2 separate regions of the Rattus norvegicus genome follow, and region 2 is linked to region 1. The links are chromatin contacts, called in public Hi-C maps. All regions are on one chromosome and are shown on one strand. Each heading gives the region's core, a stretch centred on a gene start, on an enhancer-like site or on the middle of the called end of the contact. The rest is flanking DNA. Distances are from core to core; before and after follow the strand shown. Region 1 holds the start of Bend3 (BEN domain containing 3). Region 2 has its middle 19 kb from the start of Mtres1.

Evidence for each region. A called contact is a pair of places that touch in the nucleus more often than the background predicts.
Region 2: a contact with region 1 is called in a Hi-C map of liver, with 4 times the contacts expected there. The contact joins the enhancer-like site here to the promoter of Bend3 in region 1. A contact is called at or near these places in 5 of 12 Hi-C or Micro-C datasets (Schwann cells, frontal cortex, kidney and 1 more) and 1 of 1 datasets of contacts at active chromatin or transcription factors (oligodendrocytes).

Annotation. Positions count from the first base shown.
Region 1 is chr20:48,561,032-48,563,731 of GRCr8, reverse strand. Bend3 (BEN domain containing 3) reads right to left here and starts at 1,349. Exons shown (of 4, transcript XM_039099149.2): 1 at 1,211-1,349.
Region 2 is chr20:48,600,677-48,603,376 of GRCr8, reverse strand. No RefSeq gene overlaps it. Among named protein-coding and RNA genes, the nearest start is that of Mtres1, 19 kb to the left of the region's middle. Within about 2 kb of position 1,431, at least 8 of the 93 cell types and tissues checked have an H3K27ac peak or open chromatin away from gene starts, as enhancers often do. A contact at or near this core is called in kidney and liver, where this site is marked.

The sequences.
Region 1 (2,700 bases), core at 100-2,599:
GAACACTAGGCATGGATACGGTGCATGTATAACAAGCAATCAAAACACATACACGGAAAATAAAACTTAAAAAAACAAAACAAAACTCAGACACCTATAAATTAAAAGTGAATAGTCACAAAAAGAAAAACCGCAGGCATGGAACCGGAAAAGAGAAAAAATTAAAACCTCTATCTTGGACATTACAAGCTTTCGACACGTTCTCCACTCGCCTGGGTTTTCTGCCGTCTTTAGATTCCTGGTACCGTCCCCTCTACCCCGTGACGCGTTATTTGTAGGGAAACATTCAAAAGTTACTTTTAAAAGGAAGTTCTCTGCCTCCTAAAAGTGATCCCTAATTCAGAGCATCTCTGGTTGGCCTCCACCGACAAAACACTCCCAAGTGGGCCACCTGAGTGATCAAACTTCTACTCCAGTAAAAACTTAAGAAAAATAGAACTCAGATGAGCCGGTCCCGGCACACAAGGCCCTCACAACTCCGCACGGCACAGCCCCAGCCCCAGCCCGAGCCAAGTATGCGTGGGAAATCACGTCGATCACAGCGGGCACAAGTCACGAGGGGCGGCGAGCTCTCCGGGCCGCCTCCACCGCCGGCCAGGAAGGCCTCGCTCTCGCCGGGGTGCACACCCAGAGCGCCGCGCTGGGCCCGCCTCCAGCAGGGCAGCGGGAACCACGGAGCGCCGTGGAACGGCCCGGGAGGGCGCCGCGCCCCCTGGCGGCGGGGTTCGCCCCACCCGCTCCCGGCCGCCGGCGGCCTCGCTCCCTCCCCAGCCTCCCCGGGGCAGCGTCCCTCCGAGCGGCGGCTCTGGGGCCTCCGGCTCCCCGCCTCTCTGCTCCCTGACACCCCTCCATCCCCGCCACAGGCCGGTCTAGCGCGAGCGACCCGGCGCCGCGCAGCTGCTCCCCGGCGGCCCTCGGCTGCTCCATCGCCGGCCAGCCGGGGGTGGAGAGCCGGCGCGCGGCGCGAGTGGGGCCGGCCTGGCGGCGGCGGCGCGGACCGTTCCACCGTGCGTCCTCCCCTCCCTCCTCCTCCTCCCCGGCCGCGGCGCGCGTGCTCCCGGAACGCCATGGAGTCGCGGCGTTCCGAGCGGGCACAAAGGGGCGCGCGGCACAATGGGGCGCGACGAGCCCGTGGGCGCCCGCTCCCCCTCCAGCCCGCACGGAGGCGGCGAGCCGCTCGCGGGCGGCCCCCGCCGGGGCCCGCACTCACCTGGGACGAGAGTTGCTACTTTGCGGAGCGGGGCCCGCGCCGAGTTCGGGCGCCACGTGCGGGGGGCGGGCGCGCGGGCCGCAGTGGGGGCCGAGCGCGCAGGGCCTGGCCGGGGCGGCCCCGCCGACTGGCTGGGGGCGGCGGGCGGGCGGGCGCCGTGTATTTTCCCCTCTCTTTGTGTGTGTCCGTGCGCTGCGCTCTCGCGTGACGTGACGGGACTCCGTGTGTCATTTCCGCACAAGGACACAGGAGCCCCCGCTGCAGTGGAACCTCAAGCCCTCCGCCCCCACCGCGCCGCCCCTCCCCCTCAGCGGGGCACACGCGGGACCGGCGGCGGCGGCGGCGGCGCTCGGGCGTGAGCGACCGCGGCGGGGAGCTGGGGCGCGCTGCGGGGCGGGCGCGCTCGGCCTGCACAGCGGCTCCACGTGGGCCCGCGCCGGCTGCCGGCCGATCAGGGCGGCTCGCACCCACGAGAAAGCGCCCCGCGGCATTCTCCGCTACGTGCTCTCCCGGTTAGAGCGTGGCCTCAGTGCCTCTTTCTCTACTTTTCTCTCTCACCCCAGGGGGAGGGGGGTGAGGCGACGCGGCGTGTCTTTTCCGCCCGCGCCCCCCCGCTTTTGGGACGCTCGGCGGTGGCGCTGCACCCTCGCGCGGACCTTCCCGCGCCACGCCGGGCACAAAGACTTCAGGGTGCGTTCCCCCCCTCCAGATCCGCATGGATTCGCGGGTGGGGCACGCTGCAGCGACCCCGGCTCTGGGGGCTCCCTGGCCACTCCCCCGGCAGGGTGGCCGCCCTCTCCGGTAAAGCCTGAGCTCCGAGAGCCCAAGTTTTGCCGCTTGAGGCTGCAGAGCGAAACACGCGCTCGGGGACCCTCACGCCACCAACTCAGACCCACAGGGGCTCAGCGCGGAAAACAGGGAAACTCCAGTCGCGGACTTAGTTGAGAGCGACTGTCTCCTAGCCTCCCAGGCTGCAGAATCCGAGTTGAGAAATTAGAAACCTACCCCTCGCAGTTCCCCAACTTTCGGGGATTTGGGGGTGGGGGCGGGGGAGAGAAAAGCCCAAGTCAACATTTAAGCCGCGTGCGTGGTTTTTAGTAAACAATGAGGACGTAAGAAAAAATTCTTTTAATCCTTTAATTTACCGGTGGAAAAAAATATAAAAAGAAAAATGCAAATGATCCCATCTGCTGCCTACAGCTGACTGGCTGCGAGAGAGGACCATGTGGCCCGGCCCGGCGCGGTCAGTGAATACGTAGAATAGATTTTAAAAGGACGCACATGCTGGCTCCTAGCTGCCGGGTCGCGGCCGAGGGTTGGAATTAACGTGTAGTCAGGGATTACTGTGTCTCCACGCAAATTGGGAATTTAATCATTACCCAAGCTCCTCCCCTTCTGGTTTGAAATACTAATGGCACGGAGTTGGGTGATCGAAAACCTCGCAGGAACAGTGAAACGTTCTGGAGTGTTGTTTGCGTTGCGGACTTGGA
Region 2 (2,700 bases), core at 182-2,681, 40 kb before region 1:
CCATATATATAAAATGAAATTTTGTAACGTTCTCCTATTGGTCTGCATTGTGTTTGTACACATATGTATGTCTATATACACACATGTAAGACCAGTGACCCACAAAGCATACACTGCTTACTATCTGACCCTTTACTGAAAATGCTTAACTCCTGGCTCAGGAGAATAAAGAGTTTAGTTTGAGGTAGACACAGGAAATACACAGGGTCTTATCAGGATGGACTAGAGTTCTAACCCTCACGAGAGTGTTACACAAAGAGCTAAATCGACACAAAGCAGAGTAGGGCGGGGCTCACTGCACAGTGCACGGTGTGTGGTCAGACACTGAGGTCTGTCTGTGACCTCTGAGGAGCCATGCCTTAGCACCTGGAAGAATCGGTTCCAAGAGGAGACTCGGCCCTGTCCCTGTGAGGCTGGCTGTCCTCGATGGGCTCTTGTTTGCCCTCCGTCACTTCCTGAGATCTGAGTCTGGGTGTGAAGCTTCTAGAACCCAAAGCTTTTCACCACTTTGGTTTGGAGAACCCAGAAAAGTTTATCTCTATTTGAAAACTTTTAACTCTCCACAGCCAGAAAGGTGCCTGGTGACCTACATGAATTCAAGACCTCACATGGTAGGAGCTTGTATGTAGGCCAAGCCGGACTTGAACTCACGAAGATCCTTCTACTTCTGACTCCCAACATTGGGATTAAAGATGTGCACCCCCATGCTGGGATACCTATTTTTCAAGAAACTAAAAAAACATTTATTTCAGTTCGGTGGATGTTCAAGAACTTACCTAAAGGGTGCACGGTGTGTACTCCAAGCAAGGAAAAGGAACTCTGCCTTACCTTGGCTCTGTGAAGGTCCGCTTTGCAATCGAAATCCCGACCCCGTGGTCTCCAGGGAGCAGCGACTGGAACATTGTGTTTCCAGGAGAGCGGGACGGGAGCAGCTCCCGAACTGCTTTTCGGGTCCCATGGCTAGCTCACTAGCTCCAATCAGTCAGAGTAGCTTTTGGAAATCAGCAAACACTGCAGATCAGGGTTCGTTATTCCCCCTCAGAGCAACAACTGTTAAACATTTACCAACGCCCGCCCGTGAGAGGTTTTCCTTACGAAGCACCTCGGCCCACTGTCCCCTCTCTCGGTTCTTCTGAGTCCTCCCCGCCCACTCCGCTCCCTGCCCCCTCAACTTCGGCACACGTTTCCACGTCGTCCTCTGCGATTCGGACAATCATTTCACTCGGGTTAAATGGGATCATTTTGCGTGAATGCGTTTTTATGTTTTACTGTTTCACTGTTTTACTGTAAGGACTTTTATAGCAGCTCTGTTATGCATCTCGCTGCTCGCTCTTTCCTCTGGTGTGTCTGGAGCTCCGTCTAACCCATTACCCCAAAGTGCATCTTGCCACACTTCTCCAGCTTTCTCTCACTTGCCCTTGCCAAAGGTAACACTCTTGCTGTGTTGGCTGCCTTCCCGTGAACACTACTCCAGGGTGTTCGCAGACTCATTGCCTTACTAGGCCCCTGGCATTAGCCAGCTTTCTCATTTGCTGCCAGTATAATTTCTAGCTCCCCGCACCCCACCTCCACCCCACCCCCTTTAACTTTCTAACTCAGGATCCCTGGCCTCGGCCTCCCAAGTACTGGGATGACAGGCCTGCACCAACGCCGACTATTCCCCAAGATAGACAGTGTAAGATTGCAGCCAGGGCAAACAAGATTTTTTCTAAAGCGAACACTTGTTCCTAAAGAGAGGCCATACTTGCTTCTGAAATCAAAGTGACTTTTTTTTTCCCCTCGGAGCTGAGGACCAAACCCAGGGCCTTGCGCTTGCTAGGCAAGCGCTCTACCACTGAGCTAAATCTCCAACCCCTCAAAGTGACTATTAAACAGTATACAGGGGCTGGGGATTTAGCTCAGTGGTAGAGCGCTTACCTAGGAAGCGCAAGGCCCTGGGTTCGGTCCCCAGCTCCGAAAAAAAAAAACAAAAAAACAGTATACAATATCAACATTTGGGGAGTGGGGGGAGATAGGTAGTGGTGACTCACACCATTAATCTCCCACTCAGGAGACAGAGGCAGGCAAATCTCTGCCTTCAAGGCCAGCCTGCTCTGCAGAGGAGTTCCAGGATAGCCAGGGCTACACAGAGGAACCCTGTCCTAGGGAAAACCTCTTAGTTCTCAATTCTGAAGCAGAGAAATCAGAGGTCAAAAAGCCAACTTTGAGCGCTGTATTACCACCATGGCCACCGGCCTTCTGCGTACTGGAGTGCGTTGTCTCTTCCCTCTTCCCAAGCAGCCAGATTTCAGCTCGTTGAAACCAAGGATGGACGCCGCCTTGCAGCAGAAACAGTACAAGCCAAAGCCCTGGTCTGATCTCACAGCTGCCTACCAACATCATGGCTGCCTGTGAGGAACAGGGGGTCCTGCGGTTGTGCCTCAGGCCTGGCTTCGCCACACGTGGCAATGGCCTGGCTGCCTACTGCACAGGGAGCAGCCAAGGTCCAATCTGGTCATAAACACGCACATCTTGCAAATCAGCTTCAGGCAAGACCTGTCAGGGTCTGTGCTGCTAACTCTCAGGACTTTCCTGCCAGGCTGAAATGGGCTGTTCAACTAGTAACCCATGGAGGCAGGGCTGGTCAGAGCTACAGAGCAGGCCCAGGAGCTCTGGCCTCCTGAGTGGATGAAGCCCCTCTAGAGGCAGCAAGGGCCCTTA